Linked DNA regions of Mus musculus: regions 1, 2 and 4 are each linked to region 3. A link is a contact called in public ChIA-PET data. All regions are on one chromosome and are shown on one strand. The core of a region is the stretch at or near the end of the contact, and the rest is flanking DNA. Distances in the headings are between cores, read along the strand shown.

Evidence for each region. ChIA-PET counts read pairs in DNA pulled down with a chosen protein or histone mark.
Region 1: a contact with region 3 is called in an RNA polymerase II ChIA-PET map of memory CD8 T cells, with 28 read pairs. The contact joins the enhancer-like site here to the promoter of Man2b2 in region 3. A contact is called at or near these places in 1 of 39 promoter capture datasets (the C10 cell line), 3 of 484 Hi-C or Micro-C datasets (CD8 T cells, effector CD8 T cells and natural killer cells), 7 of 115 datasets of contacts at active chromatin or transcription factors (effector CD8 T cells, embryonic basal ganglia, embryonic forebrain and 4 more) and 3 of 9 other capture datasets (adipose tissue, liver and pancreatic islet).
Region 2: an RNA polymerase II ChIA-PET map of memory CD8 T cells shows a contact between it and region 3, with 59 read pairs. The contact joins the enhancer-like site here to the promoter of Man2b2 in region 3. A contact is called at or near these places in 1 of 39 promoter capture datasets (hippocampal neurons), 7 of 484 Hi-C or Micro-C datasets (CD8 T cells, effector CD8 T cells, memory CD8 T cells and 4 more), 3 of 115 datasets of contacts at active chromatin or transcription factors (CD8 T cells, embryonic stem cells and memory CD8 T cells) and 1 of 9 other capture datasets (adipose tissue).
Region 4: an RNA polymerase II ChIA-PET map of memory CD8 T cells shows a contact between it and region 3, with 10 read pairs. The contact joins the promoter of D5Ertd579e here to the promoter of Man2b2 in region 3. A contact is called at or near these places in 3 of 39 promoter capture datasets (liver and pre-B cells), 1 of 484 Hi-C or Micro-C datasets (embryonic stem cells), 1 of 115 datasets of contacts at active chromatin or transcription factors (memory CD8 T cells) and 1 of 9 other capture datasets (adipose tissue).

Annotation. Positions count from the first base shown.
Region 1 is chr5:37,035,783-37,038,740 of GRCm38.p6, forward strand. It overlaps a transcript of Jakmip1 not described here. Among named protein-coding and RNA genes, the nearest start is that of Gm52814, 7.6 kb to the left of the region's middle. Within about 2 kb of position 1,254, at least 22 of the 459 cell types and tissues checked have an H3K27ac peak or open chromatin away from gene starts, as enhancers often do. A contact at or near this core is called in CD8 T cells, effector CD8 T cells and memory CD8 T cells, where this site is marked.
Region 2 is chr5:37,065,656-37,068,692 of GRCm38.p6, forward strand. It overlaps a transcript of Jakmip1 not described here. Among named protein-coding and RNA genes, the nearest start is that of Jakmip1, 18 kb to the right of the region's middle. Within about 2 kb of position 1,681, at least 101 of the 459 cell types and tissues checked have an H3K27ac peak or open chromatin away from gene starts, as enhancers often do. A contact at or near this core is called in CD8 T cells, effector CD8 T cells, memory CD8 T cells and 3 more, where this site is marked.
Region 3 is chr5:36,829,200-36,832,451 of GRCm38.p6, forward strand. It overlaps Man2b2 (mannosidase 2, alpha B2), which reads right to left and starts at 1,450. Exons shown (of 19, transcript NM_008550.2): 1 at 1,239-1,450; 2 at 429-575. The coding sequence starts at 1,376.
Region 4 is chr5:36,694,445-36,697,517 of GRCm38.p6, forward strand. It overlaps D5Ertd579e (DNA segment, Chr 5, ERATO Doi 579, expressed), which reads right to left and starts at 1,577. Exons shown (of 9, transcript NM_001081232.3): 1 at 1,411-1,577.

The DNA of each region.
Region 1 (2,958 bases), core at 4-2,503, 210 kb after region 3:
CCATTGAGGCAGTCCACCTCCTTCCCTGTTCTACATGACTTCTTAAAACAATAACAACAACAACAAAAATAACCGATGTAAATTTACAGACCATAAAGCTAACTAACCATTGCAATGGTTCTGGGTCCTCCATGCCCAGCCCTGTGCTGGGAGCATCCAACCAGGAGTCCAGTTTAGTGGCTCCTCATCTCCCCAGCAAGAGCATGGGAGTACCCCGAAGCTGGGGAGAGGACTTGAGGAGTGGGGGAGCGGCCAAGGGAGGCCTGCTGGCACAGTGCAGGGAACCCTAGCTGCCTCTCTGCCAGTTTCTGGAACATGCCGGACTCTTGCTGTGACGAGCATTTCTGTTTGCTGTTTGCTCTCTGGAAGGCTGTCTTCTGCCCTGGCCCTGGATGACTGTTTGGCTTCCTTCCCATCTTAAAGTGCTGTCGCAGGTCAGAACTCCACTTTCCCCTCATCCTTGCTTCAGTTTCCTTCTGAGAGTCATCGTGAGCTGATATGACTTTGTTTCCCTCTTTCACGTCCACTCTCCACCCTGAAGAGCATCATGCATGCGGAGACTCATTTCCCAAGTTTTCAGCCATCCAGGTGGTGTTCACGTGCACCACTCATCACTGCTGCGTGGAGGTGGGGTGACTTAGTTTTCCCCATGCTGCCTTGCTCACTCTGAGCACAAGGCTTCATTTTTTTCTGGGTTCTGCATCCTCTGTAAGATCTGGAGGGTGTCCTTATTTTTCCCCGGTCTGCTGTTGCTAAGGCATGAAAGGCTAGCCCAGTATAAGGTTTGTGATACCCCTGCTGGAGGTGCTTAGACTGAGTGAGCGTCCTCAGGCTTGGAAACTCAGGTACCTGTGTCAGATGACCAGGAGACCTCCGGAGCTGAGCTGCTGTTGCAGCAGTGTGGCTCCTGAGCTCTGAGACATGACTCCAGCAGGCAAGGGGTCAGACTTACTAATGTGAATAAGCCCAGGGGTGAGTGGAGCCATGGGCATGTGGGGAGAGGGTCCTGCTGGGGAGGTGTTGAGTACTGTTAATATTACTAGTTGCTGTTTCAATTTTATGATGTAATCACTAGAATATTTAAAGTGACAGACTGATGGGGTAGGCTCGGGGCTAACTAGCCCCGCCTCCCCGACCCCTGCCCAAGGCCTGGGCTTGCTCTAGCACTGCACAACTGAAGTGACAGTATCCATGTTGGGCCCTGCTGCTGTAGGCTGAAGCTCCCTGAGGCTAAGTGTTGGTAGTACAAGGTATTTACACCCACCAGTTTCCCCACCCCAACTCTGTCTTCTGTTGCCTGTGTGACCTTGGGCCAGGGAGGATTGTGGCTCTTTGGTTTCCTGTTCTGTGAACCAGAAGCTCAGCCTGATGACAAACAGTGACAGGGAACCATTGTCCTCAGCAGGGTTTCTTGTATCTTGGGCCCCCAGGTCTTAGAGAACCTGGAGCTGCCTTTGTTGGGGAGGGGAGAGACCCACAGGGCACACAGTTTGAATAAAAATACAAACCTAGTATTGACACCAGCCCAAATGGCTTTTTGAAGGCTGGAGGCAGGGAATACTGATGGTCCCATCCACAAGGTTTTCTGCTCATAGCTTTGTGCTGTGGGGTGGGAGTGGGAGGGCTCACAGTTGCTTATCACTAACTTGTAGCCTAGGTAGTCACTCTGATATGTCTGGAGAGTGCTGGACACTCCTAGTGTCACTTCTACTAAGGGTATTAGTTTCTCAAGTCGGCTACAATATTTTACCCTAGAAACTTAAGATGTTTTCCAGTACTTCCCTACATGGCTGTGGCCCCTGCTATCTCCAGCAGGGGTGCCTAATCTACCACTTTCTGCCAGGCCAGTTAGGACACTGTGTGTTGAATGATCCCTTGCTGGCTTCTTCCGTGGAGCTCTGGTGCCTGAAAGTGTCTGGCAGGTATCAAGGTGGAAGTGGGTTGGGCTCACACATAAATTGAAATGACTTTGGCTATGTGATCGAGGGTCGTGTGTGTGTGTGTGTGTGTGTGTGTGTGTGTGTGTGTGTGTGTGTGTGAGTCCTGTGAGTTTCAGGTGCTTCCTGAGACTTCTAAGTTTTATTTACTTCCTAGGGAATTAAAAATATCTTTATTTTGTATGTATGAGTGTTTTTCCTGCAGGTGTACATGTGTTATGCATGTCTGGTGCTCAGGGAGGTCAGAAGAGGGCATCAGATCCCTTGGAACTGGAGTTATGATTGACTATAAGCCACAAGATGTGTAGATTTGGAGAAATGAACTTAGATTCCCTGCAAGGGCAACAAGTACTCTCAGTTACTGAGCCTTCTCTACAGCCTCCAACTTCTTGAGTCCTTTAAGTCCTCTCTTTCCATGAGTGATCAGACACCATGACCAAGGCAACTCTTAGAAGGACAACATTTAATTGGGGCTGGCTTACAGGTTCAGAAGTTCAGTCCGTTATCACCAAGGCAGGAACATGGCAGCATCCAGTCAGGCATGATACAGGAGGAGCTGAGAGTTCTACATCTTCATCTGAAGGCTGCTAGCAGAATACTCACCTCCAGGAAGCTAGGGCAAGGGTCTTAAATCCATGTACACAGTGACACACCTACTCCAATAAGGCCACACCTCCAAATAGTGCCACTCCCTGGGCCAATCATATTCAAACTATGACAATAAGGGAATATTTCCTAGTTGTTACAGACACATTATATGAATGGAGGCAATGGGCTGTCCCTGGAGCATCCTCTGGACAGGGAACGGACTTGCTTTGTTGGCTGCACTGTCTAGCCACTGTTCCTGACCAAGCAGGCTTTCTCTGTTTGCCCATTCCTGCCCAGCCAATGCCATGCCTTCATTTGGAGCTCATCTTCATTACCAGGCTTTCCTTCTGAGATTCTTCTCCCACAGCATCATGTGCCCCCTCCCCAGACCTCCCTCAGCCTGTTTCTGTAGTTTTGCTCAAGACTAACACTA
Region 2 (3,037 bases), core at 431-2,930, 240 kb after region 3:
GCCTTTGCCTCCCGAGTGCTGGGATTAAAGGTATGTGTCACCACTGCCCGGCTACACATTTAGTTTTTAATAGTCACTCCATTTTATCTTATTTATTTTGCAAGTGTGCATGCGTACCACACTGCATATGTGGGGGTCAGAGGACAACTTTTGGGAGTGGGTTCTCCATCAACTGTGTGGGTTCTAGGAATGGAGGAGAGGTTGTCAGGCTTGGCAGCAAACACCTCTACCACCAAACCAGGCTTGGTGGTGTGCATGTGTGTGTTTTAAAATCAAAGAATCTTAAAACTTTTAGGCCAAGAAAGATAAGTTGTACAAAGGGTCATGGAAGTGTTGTAGAGTTGACCAGATACTCTCTGGCTACTGTCAGCCTCTGAGCTGTACACCAGCACTGGGAATGGCACTTTAGGAAGGTTCATTTTAAAGAGTCAATGCAGGGGCTGGTGAGACAACTCAGTCAGTAGAGTGCTTGCATGCAGGCCTGAGGCCCTAAGTTTGGATTCCCTGAACTCACATACAGAGCCAGGCATGGTGTTTTATCTGTTATACCAAGGCTGAGGATGTGGAGACAGGAGGATTCCTGGAACTCCTGGCCAGCTAGTCTAGCCGATCAACATGAACTCCATCTTCAGGGAGAGGTCCTGTCTCAAAAAATATAGTGGAGAGTGATAAAAGACACCAACCAGTGACCTTGGGACCCTACATTCACCTATATGCATATGTACACCTGCACAAACATGTACACACACAGAAGACACCAGTGACCCCTGCCTTCTACATGCTGCTGTATGCATGTGTGCACCCACACAAACATGCGCACACACATACATACTAAGTGGCCTGGTGGTAGAGCATTTGCCCAGCATGCGCAACACCCACCCATCTGTCCCTAGCATCCTATGCACAAAAGCCAGTGCCTTCCGAGTGCTGTGTAAGCCTTGCCATTATTGGGACAAAATACCTGGAAACTTGAAGAAAGATGCACTTTAGTTCACCATTCTAGAAGTTTTAGGTTTCATTTCAAAGGTCAGCCTGAAGGAGACAGAGTACCATGGAAGCAGGAGCCTGTGATGAAGAATGGGGAGAGGGAGAGGAAGGGGAGGGGGAGGAGAAGAGAGAGGGGGAGGGAGAGGGAGGCTCCAGTGGTCACGGTAATGGCAGTGTGTGTGGTGGGGGAAGGCACCTTGGGCCTGCATGATCTTAACTGTGCTTGCCTATACTCTCTTGCGCATTCTTAAAACAGCACTGCGGGTGAGGTGTCACTATTTAATCTCATTTTGCTGAACCTGAGGAACTGAGACAGGAAATTGAAGTGCAAAGCTCTCGCCCTGTACAGTTCACATTGCTCTCTGGCTTGTCCCTTTTGTGTGTGGCCTTCAGAGCACTTTGAGTGTGAGTGACAGGTAGGCCTGCCAACAAATAGCCCCAGCCTGGAAAGCTTCAAGGCTTAGGCTGTGATGAACTCTGAAAACAACCAGGTGGAGGTGAGGGGTGGGAAACCCCAGGGCAGGCATCTAGGGAAGCTCACTGGCTAGGCTGGATCTGCTGGACTATGAGTGGTGGGGGTTAGAGGAACAGGATGTACCTGGAGGATGCAGGCAGAGGCCTTGAGTCAGCATGGGCAGCAGTGTGTGATCTTAGTCCTGTCATAGACGTCTTATGATCTTGAGGTTAGGTGAACTCGCTGAGCCTCTATTTAGGAAACAGGATACTGACGCAATGTGTATAGCACAGGGGAGGTGCTGTGTGGTTGCTGCTGTCGCTGTTTGTGTGTGGTCTGGTGTGAATATGCCACAGCTGGGAAGAAAGTGTTGAGCTTGGGGCTAAATGATGGAGGCTGTTGACTGCCAAGCCAAAACAGCTGGATTGTGGCTGCAGATGGCAGATGGGGTGAGAATGGCAGACTGGAAGGGATAGAGGCTTCTGGGTAAAGACCCACTTTATATAGTCTTAGCCTTTCCTTGCTGGTTGATGGAGGGCCATTAGAGTCAGTTGGTTGGTCGGTCGGTCTGTCGGGTCAGTCGGTCTGTCTATCTATCTCCTTCTCCTGTTCCCCCCTCTGTGTGTGTGTGTGTGTGAGAGAGACAGAGAGCTGAGGCCCCTAAGGAAGACTGCTCTGGTGTGTAGCTGGGGACCTCATTGTGGAGGCATCAGTACAGTGTGGATGCTGTGGAGGTGGCCAGGCATGACTGTACAGCACACACTGTCTTTTCTCTGTGGTGTCTAAGAAGATGGATTTACAGAACAGCCTTCTCAGAGGTGCCTTTTAATGATTTTGCATCCTACTGATATCATCAGACTGGTTTTTCTGACAGGAAAGCCAGTAGGTTTCTGAAGGAAGCCAAAATCGCCTGGCCGAATGCAGCAGCCATGGCTTTGGAGGTAGGCGTCTATTCTCAGAGGCAGAAACTTCTCTGTTCAGCAGATAGGCCATGGAGCCTCTGCCAGTCAGGCTGGGCACTGGGGATGCAGAGGTGGGCCCTTTTCTGATGTTGCCTGAGAGAAGTTTACACAGGCACAGTGAAGGGTCTAACACATACCACTCTGAGGGCAAGTACCATTTCCCAGTTCCTGGACGCAGGCAGCCTGTATCATTTCATTTTCCTTTTTCCTGCCTCTATTGAAAGAGTTTTTTTACACAGTACATCCTAGTTATGGTTTCCCCTCCCTCTATTCCTCCTAGTTCCTCCCCACATCTCCTCCCATGCAGATCTGCCTCCTTTCTGTCTCTCATTAGAAACAAGCAGGATTCTAAGGGAACATAACATAATAATATAATATAATATAATATAATATAATATGATAAAACAAAACCTAATACATTGGAATAGAACAAAACAAACAAAAGGAATGAGGCCAAGAAAAGGCCCAAGAAACGGATACAGACACAGATACACACTCATTTGCATACTCAGCAATCACATAAAACTCTTAACTGGAAGTCATAAGATATATGCAAAGGACTTGTAGGGTAAAAAGAGACAAAAATATATAAATAAAAAAGAAAATTAAAAATTAGATTTAAAATAAACAAAAA
Region 3 (3,252 bases), core at 200-2,699:
GGATCAGGCACCAGCCTGCCCACATTCTCTGTACTGTGTGACACTAAGCTGTCACAGAGCCACAGGGGTTCCAAACACGGCCAGCCAGGGGCAGGGGAGAGTCAGTGTGTGCAGATAGGGGAGGGGACAAAGTTCACCTGGGTGTTGATTAAGCACCAATTCCTGTTGCCTTTTGGGAGAAATGCTAGCCTAGCTTAGGGGTATGTCCGGTCCCCTACCAAGAACAGACAGAAAGATGACGTCACCCTGTCTATGGGCAGTGGCCCTGACCACAAGCCTAGTTTTTGTTGTTGTTGTTGTTTTGTCTTTACAGCTAGCATGTTCCTGAGCACATCTGGAACTCCCTATCTAGTCTCCTCCTGGAACTTTCCTCTCACACTTCGGATACCTTAGGGACCCATGTCCTGACACTCCTGTCCCCACCTTACCTGCTGTTTCTGCTGCTCAGAGGCCACACCGTCCCACCACAGCCGGAAGAACTCCTGCTCCACGGCGATGAAGCGCCGCTGCCCTCCGCGGACCAGTTCCGCCACCACGGTAGTGTAGACATTGGCTGCATAGGCTCTCATGCTTTCCTGGGGAGGCAGAAGCCATCACAACAGCCCCAAGGGTGGTGATGAGTCCAAAGGACCAAAGAGAAGTACAAGAGACCAAGTACCCTGGTGCCTAACACCTCCAGTGTACTCAGACCTAGGGGTATGTGGCAGGAATCACCACTTTCTCTTTATAGACAAGGAACCTGAGCCAGTGGACAGAAAGCCTCTCCCTGCCCGCTCTGTCCAAGGTCTTGAACAGAAAGAACCTCGAGGTTACAGGCCCCATACCAAGCTTATCTGGCTGGGTAGGAGTGTGAAGAGGAAGCTGAACTGGCTAGCCCTCATGTCAGCACCACAGAGGGCCAGCCCAGTTGCCTGTAGTCAGCTGACATCCACCTGCTTGGAAACCTACCCCACCCAAGGTACTCCAGGCTTATTCCTGAGACTGGCTACCTGTCAATCCACACTTTGGGGACACACTCCTCTGCCTTAACTTTTGCAGGGACCGTCTAATAAGATAGATGCCATCAGGACTCCGAGGCAGGAAGTGGCCAGCCCGAGGCTGAGGCTCAGACTGCAGGGGATCAGGCTGGGGGGTGGGGTGGGGTGCTGCAGCCCAGGTCGCCTCTCTTCCCGGCTGGGTCGGGTGCACTCCGCAGGAGGCAGTTACTGTGCAAGGAGCTCAGGAACGCTCCAACTTACCTGGACCGTGAAGACCCAGCCCACGTCCATGTGACTGTGGGGCACCACGAAGGCCCGGATCGGGCCGGCGGGCTGAGCTGCCCGCGGCCACAACAGCAACAGCTGGCCGAGTAGCGGCAGCCAGCGCAGCGGCCCCATTGCTGGGCAGTGGGACGCTGCCAGGGCAGCGGGTCCTGGGTAGAGCGGTCCACTTCCGGGTCCGGGACCCGCGGCGCCGCCTGTCGGCAGGAATGCGCGAGCGCTGCCAGCCACGGGCAGGGCACGAGCTTTGTGTGGTACGGCGCCCCTTGTCGGCTAGAGTGTGTATTGCAGCTTTCGTCCCTATATGGTGGTCTTGCAGCTCAAGGCCACTACCTCCAGACTTGGAGACCGCTGTTGTCTACACAGAGGGAAACCTTCCAGGATAACACGCTCTCCGACGCAGACCTCTAGCCTCAGGGTGGCTTGACTTGAAATTTTTTAGTTCATTTTAAGGAAGCGAAACTGGCTTTTTACAGACACAGCGACGAAAGGGTCAGGGTTGGTAGGTTCAGAATCAAATCTGGGGTCTTGGATGGTGAGCTGGGGCAGATGTTTAATCTCTTTGATCCCCATAAAATGGGATGTGATAATAGAGGAGGCATGAGTTGCTAGGGACATGGGATCTAAATGAATGAAGTCCCCATCTCTCAGCCAATTAAAACTGGTGACTTTACAATTGGTAAGAGAGCAGTTCCCTGAATCACCTCTGTAGCTCCTCCGTGGCCAGCAGGTGGTCTATAGTTTGGGGTTTTCTGGGCTGTGGTGGGGCCAGAGGTGTGACTCTGACTAGCCTGTTTTGTCACTTGCCCTTCAGCAAATGCGACCAAAACCCAAGCTGTTCTTTGAGCAAGCTCAGATCCCTCTCTATCCTGTCCACGGACCTGAGACCTCTAGATTCCACAAGAGGTCAGACCTTTCCATGAAGAAGTGGGCAGCCATTTACCAACTTGTGCGGCCACCGCTTTAGGACTCAGGTGGACTACATTTCCCAGCCTCCTTTGCATGACAAATGTTAGCCAATGGGATGTGGACCACCACAAGGGTTCTATGGATGGGACCTGGGTCCACTAGAAGAGCAACCAGCGCTGTCAACTGCTATGCCATCTCTCCAGCCCAATCATAGCTTCTTAAATTATGTGTGTTGTGACCACATATGTGGGGCTGCAAAAATTTTGGCAACGGTAAAGTTTTCGAATGTCTAGTAACACACTCAAACCTAAAGAATCGGAGGTATTTCTGGCGGTGCTCACTCATGGTACTTCAGATGATGTCACTGCCACCTTGGATCTGAACACATGGCACTAGCGCTTTGCACTGTGAAGGCTGACACTCTATGCAGCAAACACCACCCAGAACATTTTGGTTCAGATATGCTGTGAATTGCGTTGTTTTTCAGCAAATAGACAACATCTATGCTGTTACAGAAACAATGGTTTACTCTCAAAAACAAATATTTAATATTTTCCTTCCATAATTTCTCAACATATGAGCATCACATTAGTGTATGTTTGGATTGTCGTAAGCTAGAATGTTGTACCGTGTTTTATTTTTTGTGTGGTGTATGTACATGCTGTGTGCATGTGTGTGGAAGTCAGAGGTTGATGCTGAGTATCTTCCTATATCACGCTGTACCTTGTGTTTTGAAATACCATGTCTCACTGGACCTGGAGTTCTCTGATTGGCTAAGTTGACCAGACAGTCGCTCCAGGGGCCTCCTGTCTCTGCCTCCTGTGTTGGGGCTACAGATTCTCAACACGGTACCCAGCTTTTACATGGTTGCTGGGATCTGAGCTCAGTTCCTCGTTACTCATCTCTGGGAGCACCAACATGCTTCACTGCTTCCCCAGAGCACTGACGTCTGCTCTGGAGGTGAGAATATCCCCGAACTGAAGCAGGTGGTGAATTCTGACTTCAGGGATAGCTCAACAAATATGGAGGCCTAGGTACCCGAGGAATTAACTGCTGGACCTGAGATTGTCTCTTTTCTCTGCTA
Region 4 (3,073 bases), core at 327-2,826, 130 kb before region 3:
CCTAATCTACCTAGTGAGACCCTATCTCAAAAGTAACACCTGAGGGCTGGAGAGATGGCTCCGTGATCAAGAGCACGGGCCGGTCTTCCACAGGACCGGGGTTCAATTCCTAGCAACTGCACAGTGGCTCACAACTGTATGTAACTCCAGTTCCAGGGGATCTGACACCCTTACACAGATATACATGCAGGTAAAATACCAATACACATCAAATAAATATTTTTAAAACAATTATAAAAAACATCTGATATTGATCACTGGCCTCCACGCGTTAAATATACATGCACCCAAACACACACATTAATATATAATTATAATTCAATGTTTGTCTAAGAGAAGATAGTGGGGAAATATGATAAAGGGACATTATAGAGATATATAAATGAACTTGTGAAAGAACACGTTTTAAAAGTACATCAGTTGGCAAGAATAGCAACTAAATCTACAATAATAAGTATCAACTGCAAGAAGCCTCCATGGGTATTTCAAATGCACAGTTCCAGAATGGTTTTTGTCATAAAGATCCTGAGACCTAGTTAAGAATGGTTCAGCCCAAAACATCTGCGGGCGAATATTTGACCTTCAGAATGCAGAGTGACAGATATTTTTCCCCTTCTTTTAAATCTGAAGTCTCTAAAACCGACAAAGTGTCATGCAACGGGTCCTATACTGGTGGCAGAAATCTTGCGTGGGGTTTTCACTGCATAGGCTTTTCCATGGCATCACCTGTTATCCAAACTGCACGTCCCCGGCTCCTCGGCAAGCCTCTCCTACCGTTTCCTTAGCAAGCCAAGAACCAGAAACGCAAAATGCATTGTCAGTTACTTGGGCAACAAGGCAAAGCAGGTGATGAGACCCAAGAACCCCGTTTAGTAAATGACTCCGGAGTCGCATGTCCCCCTCCCGTTTATCCCCCATCTCACTTTTCTTGGTTAAACCTTTAAGGTTTGTCTACAGAAGGGCAAACACTGAAGGGAGGGGCTGCCAGGTTCGGGGTCTGCTCCCCACTGCTCGCCCTGTCCTGGCCTCTACGCAAAGCGCTCAGCCCTGGCCCGGCGTCCACCGGGAGCTCCCGGGACGCCGGCCGGAAGCCGGGCCGCGAGGGTCCGGGCGGTGGCGCGCGCAGGCCGGCGACTCCGGGGCCTGTCACTTCTGCCCTCGGCCGTCACCTTCTTCGACCCCGCGCCATAGGCCCGCGTGCCCGCCACTCACCGCGCCGCGCCCGCCCCCGACCGCCGAAGGACAAAGCTGAGGGCGCGGGGCGAGGCGAGGCCGCTGTCCTCAGGCCGGGCCGCCTCAGCCCGCCGCGGCCCATTGTGCGCACTCATCGCACGCCGCCCGCGGGGTCCTCGAGCCGGACATCCCTCTGGCCCGCCACCCGCCACGGCCCCGCTCCCGGCCGCCGCCTACCTGCCAAGGCTACCGGGTGGGCGCCTCTCCTTGCGCTCCGAGGGCTGCAGGCGGCTGCCGAGCGCCGGGCGGCCCTGGCCTGCGCCTTACGTAAAGCGGCGGCGGCCCCAGCGCCAGGCGGCGGAGGGCGGGAGGCGGCGCGCGGCAGCCGCTCCGCTGCGTTACCTGGCAACAGCCTCAGCGCCCGGCCAGCCAACGCCGCGTTCCATATCCTTCCGCCCAGGCGCCGGGATTACATCAGCGCGCCGGGGCTCCGCCCTCGTGCTGTGTGGGTGGGGGAGCAGCAGGCGCGCAGGACTGGATTCTGGGGTCCTGAAGATCCTGACACCACGAGGCCGACCTGAGGATCCGAGGCTTTGAAGCTTTACCAGGCCCTGAGAGAGGGCTCCTGGGTCGGTGACCTCCCGCTGGGTCACTGAGACCCGGCTTTGCAGAGCCCTTCCAACACAAACCCCCGCGTTACACCTGTCCGCGCCCCCTCTTCGCCATGTCCTGGAATGGCTGGAGTGGGCGGCTTAACATAAAGACTTCAATTAAAAACAAAAAGTGACATGGCTTTTTTATGTTATTATTAAGTAGGCAAAAAATAAAAGACCTTCTGGAAGATTCGGAAGTGGGAGCCAAAAATGTGCACTAACCTTTTAATCAAAAGCCTCTTCCCACCTACTCACCTTCCCTAAATGTGACTCCTAGGCTCTTCCAGAAAAGCAGATGTAGATGTCAGAAGTACCAGGAAGAAAAGCCAGAGATGTGCCTTCTATACAAAGGCAAGAACAGGTCCCGTAGGGGAGTGACCTGCATGTAGTTCATCAAACTCATTGAGCACCGCCAGGCACCAGGCCCTGTTCTTGGGTTCAGAGTCTGAGACCCGGAGTTCCCAAGCTCAGCTCAGGCTTCTGGGAGGAGCAGAGAACTGGAAGTACTTTTCTGCTGAGGTAGGCTGGACTCTTGTATGCAAGCCAAGGTCAGGAACCTAAAAGAACTGTCCTTTCATAGAATCCATACTGTTCCAACAAACATCTTTTCACTCTCCCGGAGAAACCCAAAGTAAAGCCTTCCTGGAGAGACCCGGAACAGGCTGGGGAGTGGGTGACGCCTCGGGATGGAGGCAGAATTTGAGCACAGGCCTTTGGCTCTATTGTCGGGGATCTTTTCCTTCACCCAAGTCTTACCCTTCCTTAGTTTGCTCCCCCTTTTGTTGCCTCGGGGTTCATTTGAGGTGAGTCACAAGCCACAGTTTTATTTACTACACATCTTTTGGTTACCTGTTCCAGGGCGGGCAGCCAGGCAAACTCATATAACATGCGAGAGAGTGGAAAATCCAGGGTCATCTGAGAGTGAAGGTGGGCATAAATGGTGTCAGGATCTTCAGGACCTCAGAAGCCAGGCTTGCACAGACCAGGGAAACATTTCCCTAAATATGGAGAATTTGCACACATTTTTTGGTACATACATCCATAATAACATTAGTGTCTCCTAGTCTGTACCTTCTGTAAAGGCATATCGATAGTAGGGCAGTTTTAAAAGAGTAACAAAGTATCGCAAACATATGAAAGGAAAGATAACACAGCCACTTTGTAGCCATCCTGTTGACTATAATCTGTGTGTATGTGTTCCTCGGGTGATTGTGGGCAGGCACCTGTGGAGGTCAAAGGGTAACATC